7 separate regions of the Mus musculus genome follow, and regions 2, 3, 4, 5, 6 and 7 are each linked to region 1. A link is a contact called in public Hi-C, HiChIP or PLAC-seq and Micro-C data. All regions are on one chromosome and are shown on one strand. Each heading gives the region's core, a stretch centred on a gene start, on an enhancer-like site or on the middle of the called end of the contact. The rest is flanking DNA. Distances are from core to core; before and after follow the strand shown. Region 1 holds the start of Dlk1 (delta like non-canonical Notch ligand 1). Region 2 has its middle 43 kb from the start of Gm40577. Region 3 holds the start of Dio3 (deiodinase, iodothyronine type III). Region 4 has its middle 3.8 kb from the start of Gm34785. Region 5 holds the start of 3110009F21Rik (RIKEN cDNA 3110009F21 gene). Region 6 holds the start of Yy1 (YY1 transcription factor). Region 7 overlaps Gm34719 (a long non-coding RNA gene).

Region 1 (3,439 bases), core at 599-3,098:
TTTACTAAAACATGTATATGTGTGCATACTACATGTGTGTCTGGTGCTCTTGAAACTGCATTTAAAATCAGTGGTGAGCTGCTGTATGGGTACTGGGAACTGAACCTGGGGTTTTCTGGAAAAAATGATCTTTACTGCTGAGTCATCTATTCAACCTCCACATTAAAAAAAAAAAAACATTTATTTATTTATTTATATTTTATTTTTAAAACATTTATTTGATTTTTATTTTTCTACATGTTTTCTTTTTTCATATAGAGAGACAGAGATGTGTGAGAGAGAGAGAGAGAGAGAGAGAGAGAGAGTCATGTAGTGGTCAGACAAGACAACAGCTTAGTCTCTTCTTCTACCGTGTGGGGGTCTGGAGATTAAATTCAAGCTGTCAGCTTGGTGGCAAGTACCTTTGCCCATTTACCAAAGGAGCTATGTCAATGACTTTATTTACATTTTATTTAAGGGGGTTCTGTGGGGATCAAAGAGCAACTGCAGGAGTCAAGGATCAAACTCAAGTTTGGCTGCAAGCACCTTTACCCAGTGAGCCACCTCCCTGGCCCAATAAATGTATCACTTCACTCAGCTCCTCCTCCTTTGGAGCCTCAGAATGGGGCATGGGGGGCGTCTCAGCTGAGTAAAAGGCACTGAGCCCTTGCTGGGGGGTCTTGCAGGAAAAAGGAATTGCCCCAGGGACACTGGCAGAATCAATACCCACACACACACACACACACACACACACACACACACACTCCCATCCCATCCTCTAAGCCATCCCTGGTTGAAAGCCACTAAGTGAGGGTGTGTGTGTGTGTGTGTGTGTGTGTGTGTGTGCCTGTCTGTCTGTCTGTCTGTCTGTCTGCATTTGACGGTGAACATATTGGTGAACTGTCGACATGTGTCACGGTGAACAAAGATGGATTTGGATTATGTGTGCTTTGGTGTAATTTGTGTGTTTGTTGGGTGATTCCACAAATCTGAGACAGATTTGGGGTCTGGGCATACGTGTTGCTGCGAGGTGTGTACATGTTGGAAAGAATCAGTGCTTTTATGTTTCAGAATGATAAGGCCCAGACTGTGACTGTGGTACCTGCGAGAGGAGGGGGTGGGGGGGGGGGGTGACGCATGATGTCGTCGGTGTTTACCAGTGGTCTCCTGTGTTTACAGGCGGGCTGCGTGGAGGGGCAGCATAGGCAGGAGGACTCTCAGTCTTTTCATAGCTGGCGCTTCCCCTGCTTGGAGCAGATCAGTGTTCCTGCTGCCCTGGTCTGTGACCTGTGCCCCAGGGACAGGCAGTAAGGTTTGCCTGTGCCGAAAGGTGTGTTTGGGTTGGGGGTCCGTGGGGCAAGTGCATCTGCACCTTCCCCAAACTCCACAATGGCAAGGCTCGTCGGAGGGCTTCGGCTTTTCGTGGTGGTTTTCGTGTGTGCATCTGTGATCATGTGCATCTTCCACATCTTCGTGGTGTGCGTTTGGGTCCTCCTGGGCTTCTGACCCGCGCCATGTGTGCGCGGGACTCCAGCCCTAAGTGTCTTACTGTGTCTGTGAGCGTTTTTGTATTCTGAGTGCGTGCAAGGGCTTTCGCCCGCCTGGCTTGGTTCCTGAGACTTGCGCTAAGCGGGCCTGTGTGAGCGCCGCCGCCTCCGCCTCCAGCCGCGTGCTGTCCTGTGTGCGGACCGCGTGCCCATCGTGCGCAGGTACCCGTCTAGCCAAAGAGTGCGGCCGCGTGCTCGAGCCGCTTCCGGGCGCCGCGGCGCTGGGGGGCGGCCCCGCCAGGGGGTGGGTCACCGGGACTGGCCGGCGCCTGCCCCGTGCGCGCGAGGCGTGGGCGTGGGCGGGGGCCGCGGGGGGGGGGACGACAGTACGAAAAGGCGGCGCGCGGGCCGCAGCGGCAGCTCCTCGGCAGCCGCACTTAGCAGCGTGCGCCCCGGTGCAACCCTGGCTTTCTTCCCGCTGGACGCCCGTGCCCCCTTCGTGGTCCGCAACCAGAAGCCCAGCGCAGCCCCCGGAGCAGCCCCTGCACCGCCTCCGCTCCCCGGACCGCGACCCAGGCCGCCCCGAGATGATCGCGACCGGAGCCCTCCTGCGCGTCCTCTTGCTCCTGCTGGCTTTCGGCCACAGCACCTATGGTGAGCCCCCCCTGGCGGTTTGGCTTGCGCCCCCTCTGGGGAAGCCTGCGATGCCCCGCCGACCACCCCACCGACCACCCCATTCTCCCTGTCCCATGCGCCCCAAGTCCCGCCCGTCCCGCCTAACCCTAAGCCCTGCACTGTGCCCGCCTCATCCGCCCTGCACCACTCTTGCTTGTTGAGCCCAATCCCGGGGTCCCAGGGTTTGTGGGAGGTGGAGGGTCCCAGCCCCTTCTAGCCCGGCAGAAGTGGCGTTCAAGAGGGGTGTCGTTGCTCGGATTGAGGAGGTATGAAAAAAAAAAAAAAGAGACTGCGTTGGGAGGTATCCTATTTAAGGAAAAAAAACGTTCTAAGGTGCAACTTTGGGGGTGTCTGTCACGGCTTATGTGCTTAGGAATAGGTCTTGGGGGCTTTGGGGGGGTGACTTTGCAGTCGTAGTCCCTAATTTCCAACAGGAGCACAGCTGGAGCCCCTCTTGCGTGGCGTGTTTCTCTAGGTGAGGGGCTGCGACACTTCTGTCTGCAGAGGCCATCTGTCTTTGGTAGGAGAGAGTTGGCCCCTTCCCGCAGCGACCCCAGCCCTCAATGCGCCAATAGTTGTGAGTGGGGGGTCGGAGGCTGTCTGGGAAGGCCGAAAACTGGTTGAGTAAATGCATACAGTAGGTGTCTATTAAAGTGTCAGACTCCCTTAAGAGCGTCGGAATCTCAGAGGCCCTGCAGAGCTATTGCGCAGTTCTTTTAATGTGACCAGTGTGGGGTAGGAGAAACGTGGGAGGTAGGATTTGGTTGCCTGGTTTAACTAGGGTTAATCTTGGGGTAAAATCTAGCCTTTCACCTGTGGGCTAGGCAGGTGGGCTTGTCTGGGCTTTCCCAGAGACCTCGAAATCTTCCCTTTAGCTCACTTTGCAAATGGGAGGCTAGACAGAATGACCAGGGGTCAAAGGCTACCTCTTCATTGTCCCTCATTCCTACTTTTAGGGGCCTAGGGGCTCTTATTTTCTTTGGGGAGAAAGGTGTCTGCTTTGCACTTGGAGAATCAGGGGTGTGCTGTGCTTAGCCCATGGCTAGGGGCAGGCACAATTGTTTTTCTGGGTAGGTATTCACAGATGAGAAATGCCTACTGTGTGCCAGGTTGGTAGGACCCAAGAGGGTCTTTGGACTCCCTGTTTAGGGTCCCCAGGCCATTTGAGAGAAAATGGACTCTGTAGTGTCCTTTAGGCCTTGTGGGGTGAATTGTGTACCTTTTTTCTCTTCCTCAGGGGCTGAATGCGACCCACCCTGTGACCCCCAGTATGGATTCTGCGAGGCTGACAATGTCTG
Region 2 (3,439 bases), core at 369-2,868, 920 kb after region 1:
CCGCATGAATTTTTGCTGCGCAGACCTAGTTGGGGAGGGCTATCTGGCTTGGAAATGCGTGCGCCCTTGAAAGAAAACCGCCTCCTCTGTCCTCTGCAGCCTGGACCATAGTTCCTGGTGCACTGTCGTCACTAATAAGCATCCACTTGTAGAAAAAAAAAAAAAAAGCACAGAGATCCTCAGTATCTAGCAGAGGTTGCACAGCCAGAAGCTGGCAGAGTAGGAGATTGCAGTCCACCTGTGTCCAGTCCAAAGCCTGTGTTTATCTTGTATTGCTTGTTGGCCCTCTCAGGAGTTGGGGTCCCAGGCTAGTCTTCTGGAACCCATAAAGAGACACCTGTGTAAGGAGCCAAGGGAGTTATTTCCAAAGGACTAAACACCACATACCAAGTTACCTAGTGCACATAGCTGTTCAATAAGGTAGGCGCACGCCCACGCCCATTCCCAGGATATGTAAGCTGAGGCTGAAAAAGACTGCAACAAGCAAGAAATTAGAACTAGTACCTGCCAACCCAGACTTGGCTCCTGATCACTCCAGAACCAGACCCCATTCCTCAGGAAGCAGTGAGCAATCCCTCTGCCCACTCGTGTGCCCACTCCCCTGTATAACACACACACATGCTGGCCAGTACCCATGCCTTAAGGGAACACTAAGCTCAAATCGTATGAGTCCTCGTATGAGGGCACTGGGGGGCGGGGGGCGCGGGGGAGAACCGGGGTGGGTCCCTGACGCCGACAGTGCTAGTACGGCTGCTCTCTGGGACCTCCAGTTTATTCTTTAAGGAAGATCTCAGGAATTGAGCCACTGAACACTGAAGCCCCAGTCCCACAAAGTAAGGCTTCTAGGAAATACCCCAGACACTCGCTGAGACAGACTTCTGGGAAGGGGCTCACAGCCCACCCCAAACTGAGGGGGTTAGCCCTCTGCCGTCAGCCCAGGCTGCTGGGACAGGGAAGTCCAGCCCATAGGCAAGCCCTGGCTGCAGCTATGGGGTCTGAGGGCAGATGCACACCTGGGGGTCCTGGTCCTCTCTTTTACTCCTTATCTGTGTGTGATCTCCGCCCTGGGCTACCCCTTGGCTCCCCACAATACCCTTCCTGCCTTGGTCAGTCTAAGTGGATATCTGCTACACAGAAAGCCACTCTCTGTCAGATTATCACGTTATCCCCTCATAATAGGTACAACAATTATAAGCACCCATCAAGCCTGGCTGACGGACCCTACATCATAGGGCAGATTGAGCCACGGTTTGTTTCCCTGTGTCTCCCCTGCCCCTCTGACACCCACCCCTAGGAGAGGATGGTCGGGTGAAGGAAAGGTAAGGGGTTATTGCTTTTCGTTTGGCCCAAGCTGGGAACCACTGGAGGTTGAACTGTGAACTTGTTCCAGCTTTCCTCTGGACCTGGATGTCCCACCTTTGCAGTGAGGTGCTACAAGGTACCCCAGTAGGAGTGTGCAGAAGGTGGGGTGGGGGGGGAGGCCAGCTCCAGGACCCAGCTCCAGGTCAGATTGGGTCAGCAGCGTCGCCATGCAACGGGCGCCAGAATGAGGCTTATGCGTCTGCCTCCTGTCTGGGTCCTGCCCCAGGAGGGACTGACAGGGCTATTATTGCTGTTCTTGCGCAGGGCCACTCAGACACCAGCTAATTTGTTTCAATCGCACCCCCTCCCTTATTGATCAGTGCTTTCGTAGGGTGTTGCGTTAAATGACTTGTCGCCATAGCAACCATCAGATACTCCTGGGGACCGATGAGTCTGTTTCCTGAGCCAGATCGCCCCCTAAGAGCGCGAGGGAACAAATCTCTTTTCATATCGTGGCTGTCTGCTGAAAGGGACAGGATATTGCTCAGACGAGTCCTTTTGAAAAACAATATTAAAAAAGAACATAACCAGGTTTTTCAACAGATTATAAAGTTGTTTCATAAGGTGCCTTCCTCTTAAGAAATATGAAATCAGATTTTAAAACCTTTGACCAAGTTAATCTTTCTCCTGACTACTTTGTCTCTCCTTAGGAAATAAGCTGAAATATGAAAGCACTTCCCTGCATAAAGACATCAGCCGTACCATTTATTAGGAGAAAAATTGAAAACAGACTAAAAGCACAGTAATGGAAGATTCAGATAAACTACAGTTCACACACCTGTGAGCATATTAGAGATGTTTCCAATGTTACTTATGAAAGAGACATTTATGTCGATGGGGAGAGGAAACAAGATGTTTAAGCCTGTCTGCGAGGTAAACTTAATGAACACAAAACAAGCCCCAGCGTGGGAAGGGAGGCGACACTTGAGCACCCACTGTGTGGCCAGCCCATCCAGGGTCTTAGGGTCCAAGTCATCTCTACCTCTTGTGCTTTAAAAACAATTAATATGCATTGTTACTTTTCAAAGAAAAGGGGTGTGTGTGGGTGTGGGGGGGGGTGTTAAGCTAGGGTACCTTTTTCAACCTCCAGGTTAACAATGAAAGCAAGATCCTAAATTCTGAGAGTGAGGAAAGAATTAGGGACCTAAGCCCCCTGCCAGTCTCCAGGCTCTAGGAAAGACCAGCAGCTCCCCCACCAGGATGCTCACGCTTTGGTGAGAGATGTTCTGTCTGCAGGGGCTAGAGGCTGCTGGAAGCCAGGTGCTGCTCAGGAGGTGGGGTTGGGGAGCTGCTTGCTGTGTGCATGGTGGCTCACTGCAGAACAGGACAGCTATAAAGACAACACGGTACAGTGGTGTGTGCCATCCTTAGACTGCACATGCTTGCACCATTTAGGTTTCTAGACCAAAAACACTGTCCTGTGGTTGCCCTGGTCTAAACCATAGCTAGCGTGGCATGGCACCTGCCTTCGGACTAAATGTAACTTTGTATTAGGAAACAAAGAAGTGCCCTCTTCCAGGGGTTCAGCTCTGTGAAGGCATAGAGCCCCCCCCTCACCCCCCAGTGTGTTGGGGAAGCTAGGCTAGACTCACATCTTCATAGGTACAGCTGCAAAACTGAATATCCCCCAGTACTGTCAGGCCAGAGGCAGGCAGGCTTCCAGAGCCTGCAGTACCATGAGCGCCACCTTCAGTCCCCCTAAAGCAACTACAGTACAACCCGCAAACCCGCAGCACCTTCCCCCCCCCCCCCCCCATGAGGATCTGGAGGTGAGAGAGCAGGCCAGCCTTGTCACATCTAAGTGCTTTTTCTCCTGGGTAGAAGGACAGGGGACAGCTGGAACCATGTGCCAGGCCCCTTTTATCCCACTACTTCCCACCTCTACACATTTCTCCATTGCCAACTCTCGTCATAGGAACCCCAGATGGAGAAGCACTGGGGGGGGGGGGGTGTCTTGAGTGACTGTTACAACACAGGGTGGGTTGACCTTAGCAGGACCTGGCTGCCGCGGATACATCAGGTATATCCTGCTGGTCTCCACACTCAAAGCCATAAGCAGAGACGCAGAGCACTTTGC
Region 3 (3,439 bases), core at 269-2,768, 830 kb after region 1:
GCGATTCTTAGGCGCTGCCTTCGGGTTGAGGCCTTGACCTGAGGGGTCATTGTGAGGTGTATCTAAAGTGGAACTTGCTTAGGGTCTCGAGGACCCCAGGTCAAGCAGCCCCGCCGCCCCTGAACCCAAGTCTCCAGCAGTGCGCCACGCGCAGAGACAGATTAGGAGGTCTGCGCCGCTGTGGCAGAGCCGACCAGAGCCCCACGCTGTTGGGGAGTTGCCCCGCACCCCTAAAAAGCCTCAGCACACGTTCCCTGTTGAAAGTACGCACTTTACGCGTCCGGGCGCCTCCGCGGTTGAGTCGGGCCGCCGCGCTCCGAGTTCGCGAAGGTGGCTCAGTTCGGGCGCTCCAGTCTCGACGTTCCCGGGGCAGAGAGCAACGTCCGGGGACGAACGGGACGGGTGCGCCCGGCGGCCGGGGCTGCGCCGGGCGAGGCAAGCGGCGAGAGGGGAGCGCTCCCGCGTTCAGGCAACAGCTACCCCTAGTGGGAGAGCCGCCCGGGGCCGGCGCCGCCCCGCGCCCGCTGCCCCGCGCCCCGCGCCCGCAGCGCCCCGCGCCCAGGGCGTCCCGGAGCCGGCCGAGGGCGAGGCCCGGCGTCGCTTGCCGCGACTCTCCGGGTCTCCCGAGCTGGGCGCCAGCCCACCCGCGGGCCCTGCCCTCGGCACCTCCGGGCTGGAGCCGAGGGGCAGCTGACCCGGGAACCGCGGCGTCCGGCGGGAGCGAGATGGGACGGGGCGGGCGCGGCGCGGACTGGGGCGGCGCGCGGCAAGCTCGGGCAGCGGCGGGGGGCGCGGAGCGCGGTGTGCGTGGCGGGGCGGTGCGGGGGGCGGCCGTGTGCGAGGCGCGAGTGTGAGCGCGCGCGGGAGGCGGGCGGACGGGCTGCGGCAGTCGAGCGGCGCCCGCGGGCGAGCGGGGAAGGCGGCGGGAACCCAAAGTTGCCTCCTCGCGGGCCCGCGTCCCCGGCGGGGCTGCAGCCGGGGGCCGGCCGAGCGGCGGCCGCAGACCTGGACTCCCGCGGTACCTGGGCAGCGACCCCGCACGAGCAGCAGCAGCGTGGGCGGCGTTGGCGGCGGCGCGCGGGAAGCGAACCGGAGCTCCGGCGCGGCGCTGCGGCCGCCGGGGAACTCAGCTCAGGTGCGCGGCGAAGAGGGCGCGGGCTGGGACCCGCCCGCTGGGACCTAGGAGGTGCGAGGCGCTTGCGCGGGTTACACCATTGCCACCACTGACTGCTTGGCTCTGAGATCGGGCTCCTAGTCCCTGGACACAGCGGCTTCGGGGTCCCCCGCCCCTGAGAGCGGGCTGCGGGACTCAGGCCCGCCCCTGCCAGCCCCGGGACGCACCGCTCCACCCTCGACCAGCCTGCGCCCGCCCTCGACCCAAGATTTCTGGGGCATTGGCCGCGCCTCTGGGTGATCCCTCCGGGCTCAAGTTGCAAGGGGGCGGGCCCCGGTCGGAGGTGGAGTCTCCCGCCAATTCAAGCTTTGACTATAAATTGAGCTCCCAGAGCACCGAGGACCAGATGCCTCGCCAGGCCGCCTCGAGGTTGGTGGTCGGAGAAGGTGAAGGGCCCCCGGGGGCTTCGGGGCCCGCGGCCACCATGCTCCGCTCTCTGCTGCTTCACTCGCTGAGGCTCTGCGCCCAGACCGCCTCGTGCCTCGTGCTGTTCCCGCGCTTCCTAGGCACGGCCTTCATGCTCTGGCTTTTAGATTTCTTGTGCATCCGCAAGCATTTCCTGCGCCGTCGCCATCCTGACCACCCTGAGCCCGAAGTAGAGCTCAACAGTGAAGGCGAGGAGATGCCCCCTGACGACCCGCCCATATGCGTATCAGACGACAACCGTCTGTGCACCCTGGCCTCTCTCAAAGCCGTGTGGCATGGCCAGAAATTGGATTTCTTCAAGCAAGCCCATGAGGGTGGCCCAGCGCCCAACTCGGAGGTTGTCCGACCTGATGGCTTCCAGAGCCAGCGCATCCTCGACTACGCACAAGGGACCCGCCCGTTGGTGCTCAATTTTGGCAGCTGTACCTGACCACCGTTCATGGCGCGGATGAGCGCCTTCCAGCGCCTGGTCACCAAGTACCAGCGCGACGTTGACTTCCTTATCATCTACATCGAGGAAGCCCACCCATCCGACGGCTGGGTCACCACAGATTCACCCTATGTCATCCCCCAGCACCGCAGCCTGGAGGACCGTGTCAGCGCAGCGAGAGTACTACAACAAGGTGCACCTGGCTGTGCTCTGGTCCTGGACACTATGGCCAACTCTAGCAGTTCCGCATATGGTGCCTATTTTGAGCGCCTCTACGTCATCCAGAGTGGCACCATCATGTACCAGGGAGGCCGTGGCCCCGACGGTTACCAGGTGTCTGAGTTGCGCACTTGGTTGGAGCGCTATGATGAACAGTTGCATGGTACTAGGCCACATCGATTCTAAATAACCAAGGGACAAGTGACTGAATTGGTGGGCCGGGTCTCCTGGGCCTTCGAAGCCCACGTGCAAATGCTCCAAAGAAAGTCAAAGGTTGTGGGGGATCCCCATGACACAGATGAGCACAGCCACAGAACTCAGGCTGAGTCTGGCTAACTTGAGACTCTGCTATAGTGACTCCCTTTTGTACGTTTTTGGCTTGCTCTCAGGAGCATTGCTGTGGCTCGAACTGACAGCTTTGTCCCTGCTGGAGTTTACCTGCTGGACTTTCTGACACCAGGTCTCCAGCGCTGCTTCGGCAAAGCGCGAAAGTCCCCAGCATTTCACAGCTCGGACTTGTTGGCCACGCCCGCGCGCCCTGAGCGCAGCTGGGTTCCAGCAGCGCCTCAGGCTCTAGCTAGTTGCCTGGCACCCACCTGTCGAGCGCAGGGAGTCCTGCTGCTTTTGTGTTTATTTCTTATCCCTGGGTTGGGGGAGGGGCTCGAGATAGGGAAAGGGTGGGCAGGGTAATTTCCCCGCCTAGCTTTGGGTGCGCTGGAGCCCTGGCTGCTGATGACGAACCGCCTCTAACTGGGCTTGACCACGGGTCGGCTCTGAATTGCAGAGAGGCTCGAAACAGCGCCTAAAGTAAGAGGGGGAGAGTGCTCTGGGTTCCACAGGGAACCGTCGAAAAAGGGGTGGAAGAGGGACATGGTAAGGGATGGACTTCGAGACCAAAGGAAGTGGCTTGGGGAATCAATCTGCGAGGTTCGCAGGTCCCCAGGAGGGATGCGAGAACTTTTTGGAGAAGGGATTAGTTCTAAGACAAGGAGAAGGGGAAGAACTTGGGAGTCCTAGGCAGAAAGCGCGGGTTGTGGGGCGGGGTGAAGACCAATCAGTGAATGTTGTGTTGGAAACATTCCTTGTGTATAAACTTTTAAGCTACAATAATAAAGACTTGAAGGAAGTTGCTCTGATTGCCTTTGGTCCGTTTATTTTCTCGTGTCTTTGAAAAACCAAAAAGAACTAAA
Region 4 (3,439 bases), core at 429-2,928, 730 kb after region 1:
TATCACCTAGGCTTCTCACAGAAGCCATGATGTGTCCCAGCAACGGGTGTGTAGAAGGATAAAGACAGAAGATATGGCAGGGCCAGCACAGACTCAGGAGACCAGAGGTCAGAGGTCGAGAGCTGATCCCGGAGGCAGCAGGCCAAAGGAGATTTTGAGAAAGAAAAAAAAAAAAAAAAAAGGGACAGATTTGAGAACTTTTTAGAATTGTGCCTAACCAAATTAGATATTCCACTTCCGCATACTGTTTATAAGCCGTTCAACAAAGCAGGTCTAGAAAATAGTCCAACTCCCCCACAACCAGGGCAGGCAGGAAGAATCTAAATCATAAATTCCTTAATCAAGAATCTCTCCTCTCCTCTCCTCTCCTCTCCTCTCCTCTCCTCTCCTCTCCTCTCCTCTCCTCTCCTCTCCTCTCCTCTCCTTTCCTTTCCAAAAATTGAATCCAGAAACTGTCAAATTCAAACTTCTATTTAACAAATGAACATCTGTGCTCACCCACCAGGAGCAAAAATCCTAACTGCGCTAAGCCTGGCACTTTGCTTTGACAACCAAGTACCAACTTTTTTTTTTTCTATTATTTTATTTCCTTAACACACCTGCTTTCTTTACATATTGCCTTCTTAAAGAAGAGATTCATTTTTATTGTCAAGAGAAATTCTTTTCCAGAACAGAGAAGCAAAGGCTGTGCTGTATAGAACTTGCCAGAATGTGGGCACACACATTCACATCCAGCAGGACATCCCCACCCGCACCCCCCAGTGGTAACTCCATCCCTTGGAATCAAGACTTGATAGAGACGCACTGTGGGGCAGGGTGGTCTGGCCACACACCACCACAGTAGCAGGCCTGTATTAGCATTAGAATCCCCAATTCTTTTTCCTCAGCCCCCCTCCCATCCAATTCTTCAGTGAATTAAATTTCAGTTAAGCTGAAACTTTGGTCATGAACGGTACCCCTACCCCCACCCCACCCCAAATGGGAAGTGTAATTTCTCTGAGCCATTTTCCAAACATTAGCTGATCTCTTTTTATAATCTGAGAAAGGTAAAAGCTTGTTTTTAAAGATCAGGCTCACATTTCTAAAAACCTGGCTGGATTTTTTTTTTTTAATTCAGATAAACAGTCAGGATGCTGGTAGCTGTATTAAAGGGCTTGAAGTTTTCATAAGCACTTGTCAGAGACCTCGGGACAGCTCTGTAGACGTCAATTAATGTTCAGTCCGGTGGAGATTCCGATGAGAAAAGAAGGAAAGGTTCAAGGCCACACGGTTGTGTGTCGGGTATGGATCTGGAAATAGAAATCTCTCTTTCCCAATGAGCCGCCGAAAGTCTGTCGAAGTCTTGAGGAGCCCTATTGAAGGCTGTGGGAGTTTTGGCCGCTTAATGGGATTGTGTGCAGTCCTCAAACTCCCCTTTAAAAGCCTCCAATAAAAGGGCCTCTCTAATTGCTTTCTGACTTTCTATGAAACTTTCTAAGCTACACTGACATCCTCGAAGACAACTATGGAATTAAATAGTAGAAAAAGGCGAGACAAAGTGGGTGCGGAGAGAAAAAGAGGTTCTCAGCCCAGTGTGTGTGAGGTGGGGGATAGCTGGGGGGAGGGGAGGTGGAGTGGGTGTGAAGTCTGTACTGAGAAAAGAAAAATATGAGTGTTCTCTTTTGTGTGCAGACAAACAGCCTAGCTCAGGGAGGTCGCGGCTAGGGTCACGCGGCTCTGGGCTGCAGCTGCCGCGGTGGGGTGGGGGTCCTGGGCGGCCACGGCGAGTCCCTGGCGGCCAGCAGCATCAGCATTCCGGCGGCGCGGGAGGCCGCTGTCCTCGCCCGACCCCGGCCCGGTCCAGTCCAGAGCGAGCCCGGCACCAAGCCTGGCCAAGAAAGGTAAGCCTCACCCGAGCAGCGCCTGAGCCTGTGCGCAAGGCAACTACTTGACAGGACGCACGGCTCGCTCTGGTCCCTGAGTCCCGATGTGTCCGGAAGGACTCGGAAACCTGAAGCAGGGGAAGCCGGCCACTGTGGCACCCCGCCTGGACCTGATCATGACTTGAGCAAGAATTGTGCTTTACTGTGGACACCCAGGGCTGTGTCGCCTCCTCCCTCACTGGGGAGTTCAGGAGGCCACAGGTAACCCTGTCAGGGATGCCCGTGGTGTTGGATCACCCTCTCTGGAAGCACTCCTAAGGCAGGTCCTTACCAGGATCTGGCCAGCCTGGGCCTCCGAAGGGCAGGTGCCACGTCTGCAAAGGCTCTGCAAGCCTAGCCCACTGGAGCACCTGCTTGGGCTCCGCCAGGCAGCGGGAAGGCCGAGCGGGCGCACTCACTTCGGACCCGGATAGCGATGGCACATCGTGGGGCGCAGAGGGCAAAGAAGGTGGCGGCGGCCAGGCGCCGGCCATCAAAGGCCGGGGGTGGTGGCCCGCCGCATTGCCCCGAGGCCAGGCCAAGGACATGAAAGGATCTTTATCCTCGGGTGACACGGCGGGCAGTTTCCTCCTGCCTCCCCCTCCCTTGTCCCTAATTGGGGCCGGCTGCTAATGTGATTAAAGGCCAGTTAAACGTTTCTCGGAGCAAAGATTGGGAAGAGGCCGAGACCCCTGCCCCCTCCTTGGGTCACTCCAGGCCCTTGGTCAGGGGGTCGGTGGCAGTGCCAACCCCAGGATAGCCTGCCCAGGCGCTCCATGATTGTTCCCCTCGGGCCTGGAGGCCGCGGGCGAGCAGGCGGGTTTCTGGGGCTTTATGTAAGCTGGTGGGCTTGCGGCCCGGCCGGATTTGGGGATTCTTTTCTCAGTTTCCATTTTCTGGTCTTTGGAACTGCGCCCTGGGCCCTCAGAGCCCAACATCCCTCTGGTGCCTGGCGCCGCGGGCTCCATCCACGAGGGCAGGCCTGGGGGTCTGGGAGTGGGGGAATCTAGCCACCCAAGACACTGACTCCGGCAGCAGTGCCCCGACACTGTGCTGTGGACAGTCAAAGCCCACGACCTTGCGGAGGCCCGTGTGACCGCGGAGTTCCCACGTCGCCTGCGGTGTGGGTGGTCCCGCGCGCCCCGGGAGGGCTCATCAGTGTGGCCGCTGCGATTCAGGCCTGGGAGCCAGTTGTGCCCGCTCTACCCTCCGCATCCTTTTCCGAATGTCGCCCGCGGACTCAGACCCTGGGGACCCCCTTCCCAGGCTTGGCCAAAGCGGACAAAGCTGGTGCGCTCTATGCGTGCAAGGTTAGACTCAAGTCTGGAGCACTAGGGTGCAGAAGCAAAGAGTCCCAACTCCAGCGACCAGCTCCTGCCTGTGGCCTTGAGCCCCGGGGACAGTGAGAACCAAAAGGAACTCCGCGGGCCTTAGTCTACAGATCCCAAAACCTTTCGCTGAGCTGGCTACCTTGGCCACAGTTTTCTGGGAGTCCCTGGGACTTTGAGACCATGGTCCGGTGGTATCCCGGCTCTCTG
Region 5 (3,439 bases), core at 292-2,791, 700 kb after region 1:
TACGTGGCCTGTGCGTGGTCACTTCCTCCCAAAGAGGACACTAGGGAACCAGGAAGATTGGCAGCTTCTCAGTGGGGAAGCCCAGCAGTGCGTCAGCAGGGCAATGTAGGTCAACAGAGCAGGGTCAACACAGCAGGGACTGGGCGTGCTGACAGCCTGTGTCCAGGAGAGCGGTGGAGGAAACGGTCCTTCACCTGGGCCTTCCTCTCAACACCTGGCTAAGCACCAGGAAAACACCAGATGAATCCCAGTGAGGCCAACCCTGCAGACACTTGACTAGTGTCCCTCAAACGATCAAGTGTAAGGAAAGATCAAACAGACTGTCCTCGTTAAATGCACCCAGGCACGGAGCGGCATGTGGGAACAGTCAGAAGTAAAGAGGTGGAGGCAGGGTGGGTCCTGGCATACTAATGCATTGGGGACTGGGGCATTCGGTGTGATTAATGTGTCCTGTTATTGTAGCATGCCGTCACAGGAGTCAGTATAGGATACGGGACCACTGCCCATTTTGAAAGACTTCAATTAGTCTAAAACTATTTTAAAATGAAAGTTTTGTTGTGCTATTTTGAGATGGGTCTCAGGCCATCACCCAGGCTAGTGAGATGCTGGCTCCAGCGTGAACTTAATCTTTTGTTAATCCTCCTGCCTCAGTTTCTTTGCCGAGATTCTAAGCATGAGCCCATCATGCCTGGCAAGTGTTATTTTTAAAATATATAAGATGAATTGTATAAAGAAATACCAGTGTTGGACCAGGCATGGTGGTGCATGTCTTTAATCCCAGCACTCAGGAGGCAGAGGCAGAGGATTTCTGTGAGTTTGAGGCCAGCTGCTGTACATAATGAGTTCCAGGCCAATGGAGCTACACGCTGAGACCTTGCCATAGATATGTATGTGGGAAAGTATACAATTTTAAAAACTGAAATAACACAGATATTTCTAAGAGCATTGGCATTGGTTATCAGCTCATTAAGGCACCAAACTGCATGTTATAATGTAACAAGTATTTTTAAAGGCGATGTTATAGTATGTCAAAAGTTACAACACTGAACAGTATTGTAAATTTTTCAAATAGCTTGAAAATATTGTAAGAGAAACAGAGTATTTCTTTCCAAAACTATTTTAGGCTGTGACAGAAGAATTTTGGGGGTAGACAAGACACCCCAACCCTGCTTCCCAAAGCCACAAAGGCATCAACAACCAGGCCAGTAAGTTGGGCCACTCTGTAGGCACATAGAGATATAGAAGGGACCGGGACTCCGGCATGGCTGTCAGGGCACCCACCTGCACAGAGCTGACCACGTGCTTACCTGCTATGGCTGATGATACATTCATGAAGGTTCTTCAGACATGAATAAGAAATGAATAGAGCTTAATATTCACCCAGGAGAGTAAATCAGCTCAACTAACTGCCCTTCAGCCCCAAGTCATCCCTGCAAAGTTCCTCCATGCTAAGAGGCAAATAGAACCAAAGAGGGGATTTAAAACAAAAGCCCATGGGGCATATGTGTGGTCGACGTTTGGAGGGAGCAGAGTCTCATCTATGGGACAGTCCTGTGTGGCTGGACCCTGGGGTCACAGGGGAAGGGAACCGCAGAGGCTTTCAGAGCAGCATGGGTCTGTTTAATGTTTTCCGAACACATGACCCACCGAGATCTTAATCGATGCAGCATGTCCTTCTGGAGAGACCTAAATGGCTGCCCATAAACACGCAGTAAAAAGAAATGTGTTTAAAGTTACTACAGCCCTCCAGCCAGGCCATTCATGGTTTTAGTTACTGACCTAAGTTTAATGGGGAGTTCATCGTTTTCACACCACTCATGTGCTGTATGGAAAGAAGAGGTGAGTCCGTGACGGCAAACCCACATTGTCATTTCCTGAGTCACTCCGTCCCCAGTGATCACATGGCCACAGGTTGTTCTGTGCTCAGACCCTAATTCTTAGCCAGGGCACTGTTAACATCAGTGGGGGTTAGGGGGTGGTGTGCTATCATGGGGGTCGTCCTGTGTATCACAGGACATTAGTCAGCATTCCTAGCCTCCCCTCCCTAAGTCCTGACAATCAGAAACATCTGCAGACCCCTCCTAGGGGGTGTGACCACCGTCATCCTGTTAAGATCAAGGATCTGAAAGCCACAAGTATGAGAATGCTGCCCACTGCCCGCATTTGCAAATAAAGCTTTATTAGAACATAGCCGCCCCGCACTGCATTGTTTATGAGTATGTGGTCAGTTTCATAGCACTTGGGCAGAGCTGAGGGTTCCCCCATGCAACAGGGAATGCAGAACACGCAGGGCGTTGAAGCATTCACTGTCCCAGCAGAAGGTTCTGAGCCTCTGCTCAGCTCCAACCACACTGGGTTCTCCCACACTCTTCCCATCTCCATCTACGCTGTGAGTGCCTGGCCAACCCTGCTCTCGCCCTCACTGACTTCAGCCAGACTTCTCAGGGCTCTCCCTCTGCTCCCCCTGCCAGCTTCAGATCATAGATAACCTATCACTTTTCTGTTTAAAAGCTGTTGAGGCCAGGGTCTTATGTAGTCCAGACTGGCCTCGAATTCTGTGTCCTCTAACTCTGCCTCCCAAATGTTAAGGCTAACAGACAGGTGCCACCATGCACGCTATCAATTGGATGTTATTTTAGAGATTTTTTTTATTTATCATTTGGTTATCTATTTGCATGTGTGTGGTGTGTGTGTGTCTGTGTCTCTGGTGTGGTGTGTGTGTGTAGTGTGTGTGTATGTGTGGTATATGTGTGTGTGGTGTGTGTCTATGTGTGTCTGTGTGGGGTGAGGGTGCAGGAGTGGTATGTTTGTTGTGTGTGCATTTGTGTGTGGTATTTGTATGTATGTCTGTATGCGATGTGTAGTGTGTATATCTATGTATGTCTGTGTGTATCTGTGTCTGGGGGGTATCTGTGTGCATGTGTATGTAGGTGGGTAGGGGTGTCCATGTGCATATGTATCTGTGTATGTGTGTATATGTTTGTGTGGGGTGTCTGTGTGCATGTGTGTGTGCATTTGTGTAAGTATATATGAGTGTGTGTATGTATATATATATATATGTGTGTGTGTGTGTGTGTGTATGTGTATGAGTGTGTGTGTGTCTGAGTGTGTATGAGTGTGTGTGTGTGTCTAGAATGTGTGAGTGTTTGTGTGAGTGTGTAGTGTAGTGTAGTATACTGGTTCCTCCTCTATTACTCTCCACCTGTTTCTTTGAGGCTGAGTCTCCCTAAACTCCCTAAACTAAAGCTTTCTGCAATTTCTGAGCAGCCATTACAGGCATGAGCGAGTGGTTTGGATCCCGATCATTCAAACTTCTGAATCATGACTACGTTTCACCATAGCCTTCTAGGTCTTAACAGCTTTGCTTTATCCACTCCTGCCTTACAATCAGCAACCTGGTATCTCTCTGGATAAGTGCACGTTCCATCGCCTCAGGTTC
Region 6 (3,439 bases), core at 238-2,737, 660 kb before region 1:
TAAGAAACAAATAAGATACACTTGGCTCAAATTTTCGGTTCTTGGAAAAAAAAAAGGCAATCTAACTTTATGTTGCTTTAAACCACACCTGGTCTATCGAAAGGAAGCACAGAAGAAACACTTCACTACAATGTATCTTAAGCAATTTGATGATTTGAACAAGGAAAACCTAAGCTGTTACTTATAATAGGGAAATCACAAAAGACATGGAATTTTCAAAGAGCTAAATGCAAAGACTATTTAAAAGGAATATTTTTAAATAGTCCTTTTCGGCAAAAGGAATGTTTATGAGCGAGGAATAGGCGAAGCCTGTGTCAAGTTATTCAAAGATAGAAGGGAGTTTTCAGAAAGCTACAATAGTGGAGTCGCTCGACAGGAGCAGCCAGACCCTTCGTTCCAACAGGCACCCAACGGCTGGGTCTCCGGTTTCCGCGGGTCATAAAAGAATAACGGACACACTTCCAACGGTGAACCCTAGGCTGCGCGCGCCGCTTCCGCTTGCCGCGGTCGCCTTCGCGCGCCGCCCACCGGCACGCGACCAAAGAGCCCGTGGCAGCACACGGTCGGCTACGCCGTCCGTGCCGCTACCGCACGAGACCCCGAGTAACGAGTAAAGGCAAAACGAACGGGAAACCAAAAATCAAGCACAGGCGTTTCTCGTCAGAGCAGACTTTATTGCGGCCACGCGGCCGCCGGTCGCACGCCCCGCCGGCAGCACGCCAGCCCCAGGCGCGCGCCCCCCTTCACCCCAGCTCGTTACCGTGCGCCTGGGTCGCGCGGAAAGTTCGCCGGCTCCCGAGGCGTAAGGCGCAGCGCCGACGCCCCACTCCTGTCAGCGACTGGGGCCCCGGAGCGGCACTTTTGTCACTGTTGCACCGCGGACGCCGGGGTTCGCGCGACGCCGAGCGCCGTAAGGCGACGGCGGCGCGGAGCTGACGTCACGCGCCGGGGGGGCCAGCCAGCGCGCGTGCGGGCCGCCACGCCCCCTACCCCAGCGGGGGCCCCCCCAATCGGGAGGACCCTGGTTGGGAGTAGGCGGGGCCCCGGCGCCTCGAGGGGCCCTGCGATTGGTAGCGAGGGAGGAGCGAGAGCCGGAACAGCGAGTGGGGAATCGGGGACGGGGCGGGGCCGAGAGCCCCGCGGAAGTCTCGCGAGGCCGAGCCGGAGCAGAGTGTGGCGGCGGCGGCGGCGGCGAGATCTGGGCTCGGGGTTGAGGAGTTGGTATTTGTGTGGAAGGAGGCGGAGGCGCAGGAGGCAGGGGGCAGCGTAACGCCGGCCCGGAGGGCGGGAGGAGGCGCGGCCACAGCCAGGGCAGGCAGCCGAGGCGAGGCGAAGGCAGGCGGGGAAGCAGGACAGGCAGCGGCCGAGCGAGCGAGCGAGCCAGCGCGGGGCGCACCGATCTCGGGAGGCGGGGAAGCCCCGCGGCCGCCGCGCCCGCCCCTTCCCCCGCCGCCCGCCCCCTCTCCCCCCGCCCGCCCGCTGCCTTCCTCCCTCTGCCTTCCTTCCCCACGGCCGGCCGCCTCCTCGCCCGCCCGCCCTCCCTCCCGCAGCCCAGGAGCCGAGGCCGCCTGCCGCGGCGGCCGTGGCGGCGGAGCCCTCAGCCATGGCCTCGGGCGACACCCTCTACATCGCCACGGACGGCTCGGAGATGCCGGCCGAGATCGTGGAGCTGCATGAGATCGAGGTGGAGACCATCCCGGTGGAGACCATCGAGACCACGGTGGTGGGCGAGGAGGAGGAGGAGGACGACGACGACGAGGACGGCGGCGGCGGCGACCACGGCGGCGGCGGGGGCGGCCACGGGCACGCCGGCCACCACCATCACCACCACCACCACCACCACCACCACCCGCCCATGATCGCGCTGCAGCCGCTGGTGACGGACGACCCGACCCAAGTGCACCACCACCAGGAGGTGATCCTGGTGCAGACGCGCGAGGAGGTGGTCGGCGGGGACGACTCGGACGGGCTGCGCGCCGAGGACGGCTTCGAGGACCAGATCCTCATCCCGGTGCCCGCGCCGGCCGGCGGCGACGACGACTACATAGAGCAGACGCTGGTCACCGTGGCGGCGGCCGGCAAGAGCGGCGGCGGGGCCTCGTCGGGCGGCGGTCGCGTGAAGAAGGGCGGCGGCAAGAAGAGCGGCAAGAAGAGTTACCTGGGCGGCGGGGCCGGCGCGGCGGGCGGCGGCGGCGCCGACCCGGGGAATAAGAAGTGGGAGCAGAAGCAGGTGCAGATCAAGACCCTGGAGGGCGAGTTCTCGGTCACCATGTGGTCCTCGGGTGAGTGCAGGCGGCGCGCCGCCGCTCGGGATGTTTTTGTTTTGAAGGGAAGCCATGTTTTATGTGTGTGATGGGCGCCGCCATCTTCTCCGCCCGGGCAAGTATGGCGGCCCCAAAAGATGGCGGGGGCGGCGGGCCGCGAAGATGGCGGCGCGGGGGAGGGGCGGCGCCCGGCTAGGCCGCAATGGCGTAGTTTGTGCGAGCGGAAGCGGGCTGGGGCGGCGGGCGGGGAGGGAGGGGCCAGCGCCCCTCCACGCCCGAGCCAACGGACGTGCGGCGGGGCCGGTTGAGGGCGCCGCCCCGCGCCGGACCACCCGCCGGGCGTTGACAGGGCCGTGGCGCAGGGCGGACGCGCGCCGCTCCCCCGCCGTCCCCCGGGGGCTGTCGGGGCCCCGCCCCGCTCGGCTCCGCTCAGCTCGGCCCCCTCGGACGCGAAGCGTCTCCCCGAAGCCCTTCCCGGAGCGGGCGGCGCATAGCCCCGCCGCAGCTGCCCCGCGGTCACGCTGGCCCAGGCCGTCGCCGCTGCGGGGCGGGACTTGGGTGGCACGTAGGGCGCTCGTGTGCGGGTTCGGCGGCCGTTGGAACCTGTCACCCGCGCTGCCAACGCGCTCCTCGCCTGATCGACCTAGAACGGGAGTTAGGGGAAGGAAGAGCCACAGCATTTCAGCGGCCTTTACGCGTTGTGAATTTTGTTTTTTAAGTCGTGGGCCCTATGCAGACAGACTGGGCTGGTTTACACAGCTTAGGATATTTGCCAACAAACTAATAAAAATCGCTTAGTTATCAGTATCTCTGGTCTTGTTTTCCCCCACGAAAAGAATAAAAAAAGTGGATAATTTGTTTTACTGATTTAATACGCCTTTTAGCGAAAGTCAGGAAGCCTGTGTAGGGCACCGAAGAGTTCCTTCCCCGCATGAGTAAACTCAAGGTAGAGCCCTGGAAAGGCTGTTGTTGACTGTTCACTTTATCCTAGTACTGTGTTAACAAGCTAGTCAGCTTTATTGTTAAGAAACTACTACTAGACAGAATAATCTCACCATACCTAGTTCATGTAGCCCTAGTGATTAAATTTGATGAATTTGAAAGCATAACTTGAGCCTTGATGTGTAGTTTATTAAAATGTTAAAATTTTGGGAAACGAGTGAAATAGATGAAAA
Region 7 (3,439 bases), core at 500-2,999, 610 kb after region 1:
CGAGTTTTCTCCTTCTCTGACCTTTACTAGGGTGTTCTAAGCCCCCACCTGTGCCTCTACTTGAGGAATGTCAGGTGGCCTCAATTGGTTTAAAGGATCAATTTCCTTTCTCCTGAAAAAACCTGTTCAGCCAGCCCTGTGATTCCGGACATGCTTCCCCATGCTAACGAGGCATTCCCCAAACCCTAAGCCCCCAGCCAATGACCTTTGCCCATCCTGGGTCTCCCTGCCCTCAGTCCCACAAAACTTTCTAAGCCTTCAGTCACCCTAAGTAAAGATGATCTGCCAGCTGACAAGCATTCCTGGTGTGGTCATTCACTGTTGGTACTCACGGGGCTTCTGAACCCTCTCTCAACATCTCTGCTCCCACTGCCCTGAGGACTATACCAGACAATGATCCATGAGAACGGGGAAACCCATTCCTGAGCATTCTCCTGGTATGCTGCGGTCAGATTCCTTCATTGTCCATCAGGCTGGTCTAAACGAGATGACTTTTCAACTTTCAGTCACCCTGAAACACTGCAGCTGCTTAGGAGGAGAGGCCAATCCACAAGACAATGCCTGACCCCAGAGATGAGCTTGGTGTGACCAGCACAGGGTAACGACATAAGCCTCAGACAGAGGAAAAGGAAAAGATAGCAGACCATTGGACTTCCAGAAGCCATGAAGCATGGTCCATGTCACCACGGGCGTCATCCTCCAGCTGGACAGAAAAGGGGAGAGCAGTAGAGCATAACAGAAGGAACATTGACTTAGCTGGCATTTCTATTGAATTGACGAGACACCATGACAAAAAAGCAAGTTGGTGAGGAAAGGATTTATTCAGCTGACGTTTCTATATCACTCTTTACCACCAAAGGAAATCAGGACAGGAACTCAAACAGGGCAGGGACCTAGAAGCAGGTGATGATGCAGAGGCCATGAAAAAGTGCTGCTTATCTGCTTGCTCTCTATGGCTTGCTCAGCCTGCTTTCTTATAGAACCACCAGCCAGAGATGGCCCTGCCCAAAATAGGCTGAGCCCTCCCCATCAGTCACTAATTAAGAAAGGGTCCTACAGTCTGATCTTAGGAAAACATTTTCTCACTTTGTTTGTTTGTTTGTTTGTTTGGGTTTTTTAGTTTTGTTTTGTTTGTTTGTTTGTTTGTTTGTTTTCAAGACAGGTTTTCTCTGTGTAGCCCTGGCTGTCCTGGAACTCACTCTGTTGACCAAGCTGGCCTGGAACTCAGAAATTTGCCTGCCTATGCCTCCCAAGTGCTGGGATTAAAGGCATGTGCCACCACACCCAGCAGGAAAACATTTTCTCAACTAAGTTTCTTTCCTTTCAGATAACTCTAGCTCATGTCAACTTGACAAAAAATTAGCCAGCACTGGCACATTTGACTGTCTAGTCTTCTTGGGATACCTCCACGCCTAGCCTGCACCAGGGAGCAGAGGTGTACAGTGGTAGGCAAGGGACCGGGCATGGTGGAATAATACTGTTTATCTCCAAGATGCCAAAATGAAGACTGAATTCTATGCTGTTGGGTCCCAGACCATACAAAGCTGATACACACAAAGCATTTCCCTTTGGACGGGTCCCTTGGTGGCTTCCAGCAAAGCAGAGGTTGGCTCTGTCTGACCTTGCCCCCAGAAACCACAGCTCATTCCTGAAGGAGCATTCCTTTCTCTCCCCCACATTCCCACTCTTCTCTGGAGCAGCATCCCCAAAAGAACCCTCTTAGGAATGCAGCCTTCACCACTGGCCAACACCCTTCCCACATCACCAGGCCTCCTCCATCCTGGCCTGATTGCCTTCCCAAGGCACAGCCACTGCAGTCAGCTATGGCTCCTGCTGTGAATGCCAAAAAGGCAGCTTAGGTGGGAGGAACTGAAGGAACGGGAAACTCTCTTAGTCACTCTGAACTCTGTTGTCCTGAAGACAACCAAACCGTCATCAGCCTTCAGTGGGGTCCTGGGTGGGCTAAGTGGAGATTGCAAGAGATATGCCACCAAAGCAGGGAGCAGGCTGCCAGGCTGCCAGAAGCTACCACATTAATGAACAGGGGCTTGAGCAGGACAGAAAACAGACAGGGCTGTTGCAAGGAAAGAAGTCATGGTGTGGAAGGCAGGGACACAGAAAGGTGCCAGGTGAGGGACTGAGAGAAGGATCCTAGCCCTGGTGAATAGTGGCTCTCTGGACAGAAGCTTGCTTTGTTTGTTTACATCAAGAGGGAAGGCAGCAGAGTGCTTCTGTCCAGGATACTAAGATGCTGAAAGCTACACAGAGAAAATCAAGTTGCATCTCGCCCCCACTGTAAGAATCAGAATCTTTGCAAAGCCACGAAGTTCTGAATCTGGAATAACAGCAAAAGGGCTGGAGAGATGGCTTGATGGTTACGAACTCTGGTGACTCTGTCAGGAGGACCAGAGTTGTATCTCAGTACTACATTAGGTAGCTCACAAATGCCTGTACTTTAACTCCAAGTTCTTTGACACCATCCTCTTGCCACCTTATACACACACACACACACACACACGCACACGCACACGCACAAGCACACAGACACACAAAATAAGTATATCTGAAATATGTTGAGGTTTGATCTGTTATTATATAGTGTGATGCTTAATATTGGCCCCTGACCAGGAGGCCTTCAGGGTTGAGGGAATCTTCAGATACACCAAGTGATGATGTGAAGACCACAAGGAGGAGAGCAGAGAGGTGAAGAGAGAAGATGCCATGGGATAGGTGAATTATGAGAACATGGCTAGTGAGAGTAAGAGCAGCCCAGATGGAGGATGGCAAGTTACACAACAGGGTTAGTGATGGAGGTAGACAAACTAGCATAGAGGGTTGATATCTGCCCAGCTCTAACACTTTAAGGCTTATTATAAATATAAATGTTTTGTATATTTTATTTGGGGACTGAATGATTTAAAAAGTGGATAGAAACCCCCAGTTAATATTTACCACAACAAAAGTACTTTGAACTGGGTTCCCAGAATTGATAACCCCCTGAAGATTTTCTTTATACACCACAGAAAAGGAACAACAATGAGCTACAAACAGAATTCTACACACACACACACACACACACACACACACACACACACACACACACACGGAAACTGAGGGGCAGCCCTGAAGCACAGCGTCTGACACTGAGCCACCAGCTTCAGGAAAGCTGCATCTAGAGCTCCTGGAGTCAGGGTCCTTGAAGATAACAAACCCCTTCCTAGTGTGAGCAGCAGAAATCCCACAGTTCTAAGAGTTGAAGAGATGGGCATATACAGATTGGTCCCCATGCAGCAGGTATAGCTGAGGGCATCAGCAGGAAAACAAAATAGAGTTTAGATCTAAACTTGCAAGACAGTAGAATTAGCCAAGCCAGAATACAAGATAGCTACAAATGACCCATGTAAAGAAGACAAGGGTGGGGTTCTAAAAATAAGCAAAT

The links. HiChIP or PLAC-seq counts read pairs in DNA pulled down with a chosen protein or histone mark. A called contact is a pair of places that touch in the nucleus more often than the background predicts.
Region 2: an H3K4me3 HiChIP or PLAC-seq map of embryonic midbrain shows a contact between it and region 1, with 10 times the contacts expected there. The contact joins the enhancer-like site here to the promoter of Dlk1 in region 1. A contact is called at or near these places in 9 of 39 promoter capture datasets (the 3T3-L1 cell line, cranial neural crest, frontonasal cranial neural crest and 5 more), 2 of 15 datasets of contacts at CTCF or cohesin (large pre-B cells and stem cell-derived epiblast-like cells), 13 of 484 Hi-C or Micro-C datasets (the AML12 cell line, CD4 T cells, CD8 T cells and 8 more), 15 of 115 datasets of contacts at active chromatin or transcription factors (the NIH/3T3 cell line, astrocytes, bone marrow-derived dendritic cells and 12 more) and 3 of 9 other capture datasets (adipose tissue, embryonic stem cells and liver).
Region 3: a contact with region 1 is called in a Micro-C map of embryonic stem cells, with 4 times the contacts expected there. The contact joins the promoter of Dio3 here to the promoter of Dlk1 in region 1. A contact is called at or near these places in 7 of 39 promoter capture datasets (cranial neural crest, embryonic stem cells, hippocampal neurons and 1 more), 5 of 484 Hi-C or Micro-C datasets (all in embryonic stem cells), 6 of 115 datasets of contacts at active chromatin or transcription factors (embryonic forebrain, embryonic stem cells, large pre-B cells and 1 more) and 1 of 9 other capture datasets (embryonic stem cells).
Region 4: a contact with region 1 is called in an H3K4me3 HiChIP or PLAC-seq map of embryonic forebrain, with 4 times the contacts expected there. The contact joins the enhancer-like site here to the promoter of Dlk1 in region 1. A contact is called at or near these places in 5 of 39 promoter capture datasets (cranial neural crest, embryonic stem cells, hippocampal neurons and 1 more), 2 of 484 Hi-C or Micro-C datasets (both in embryonic stem cells) and 7 of 115 datasets of contacts at active chromatin or transcription factors (embryonic forebrain, embryonic hindbrain, embryonic midbrain and 2 more).
Region 5: a CTCF HiChIP or PLAC-seq map of the NIH/3T3 cell line shows a contact between it and region 1, with 5 read pairs. The contact joins the promoter of 3110009F21Rik here to the promoter of Dlk1 in region 1. A contact is called at or near these places in 1 of 15 datasets of contacts at CTCF or cohesin (the NIH/3T3 cell line) and 3 of 115 datasets of contacts at active chromatin or transcription factors (embryonic midbrain, embryonic stem cells and pancreatic cancer cells).
Region 6: a contact with region 1 is called in an H3K27ac HiChIP or PLAC-seq map of large pre-B cells, with 2.4 times the contacts expected there. The contact joins the promoter of Yy1 here to the promoter of Dlk1 in region 1. A contact is called at or near these places in 9 of 39 promoter capture datasets (the 3T3-L1 cell line, the C10 cell line, the HPC-7 cell line and 5 more) and 4 of 115 datasets of contacts at active chromatin or transcription factors (embryonic stem cells, large pre-B cells, neural tube and 1 more).
Region 7: a contact with region 1 is called in a Hi-C map of embryonic fibroblasts, with 6 times the contacts expected there. The contact joins the enhancer-like site here to the promoter of Dlk1 in region 1. A contact is called at or near these places in 1 of 39 promoter capture datasets (liver), 2 of 484 Hi-C or Micro-C datasets (embryonic fibroblasts and liver) and 2 of 115 datasets of contacts at active chromatin or transcription factors (large pre-B cells and pancreatic cancer cells).

Annotation. Positions count from the first base shown.
Region 1 is chr12:109,451,607-109,455,045 of GRCm38.p6, forward strand. Dlk1 (delta like non-canonical Notch ligand 1) reads left to right here and starts at 1,849. Exons shown (of 5, transcript NM_010052.5): 1 at 1,849-2,120; 2 at 3,379-3,439. The coding sequence starts at 2,054.
Region 2 is chr12:110,373,708-110,377,146 of GRCm38.p6, forward strand. No RefSeq gene overlaps it. Among named protein-coding and RNA genes, the nearest start is that of Gm40577, 43 kb to the right of the region's middle. Within about 2 kb of position 1,619, at least 19 of the 459 cell types and tissues checked have an H3K27ac peak or open chromatin away from gene starts, as enhancers often do. A contact at or near this core is called in cerebral cortex and hippocampal neurons, where this site is marked.
Region 3 is chr12:110,277,712-110,281,150 of GRCm38.p6, forward strand. It overlaps Dio3 (deiodinase, iodothyronine type III), which reads left to right and starts at 1,519. Exons shown (of 1, transcript NM_172119.2): 1 at 1,519-3,386. The coding sequence starts at 1,521. The coding sequence ends at 2,435. Dio3os (deiodinase, iodothyronine type III, opposite strand) reads right to left here and starts at 357. Exons shown (of 4, transcript NR_002866.2): 1 at 272-357; 2 at 1-38. Mir1247 (microRNA 1247) reads right to left here and starts at 418; the gene lies at 337-418.
Region 4 is chr12:110,185,768-110,189,206 of GRCm38.p6, forward strand. No RefSeq gene overlaps it. Among named protein-coding and RNA genes, the nearest start is that of Gm34785, 3.8 kb to the left of the region's middle. Within about 2 kb of position 1,679, at least 27 of the 459 cell types and tissues checked have an H3K27ac peak or open chromatin away from gene starts, as enhancers often do. A contact at or near this core is called in embryonic forebrain, where this site is marked.
Region 5 is chr12:110,156,532-110,159,970 of GRCm38.p6, forward strand. 3110009F21Rik (RIKEN cDNA 3110009F21 gene) reads right to left here and starts at 1,542. Exons shown (of 3, transcript NR_045466.1): 1 at 1,308-1,542.
Region 6 is chr12:108,791,810-108,795,248 of GRCm38.p6, forward strand. Yy1 (YY1 transcription factor) reads left to right here and starts at 1,488. Exons shown (of 5, transcript NM_009537.4): 1 at 1,488-2,282. The coding sequence starts at 1,604.
Region 7 is chr12:110,064,947-110,068,385 of GRCm38.p6, forward strand. The region is part of intron 2 of Gm34719 (a long non-coding RNA gene); the gene reads right to left. Among named protein-coding and RNA genes, the nearest start is that of Gm34719, 21 kb to the right of the region's middle. Within about 2 kb of position 1,750, at least 30 of the 459 cell types and tissues checked have an H3K27ac peak or open chromatin away from gene starts, as enhancers often do. A contact at or near this core is called in embryonic fibroblasts, where this site is marked.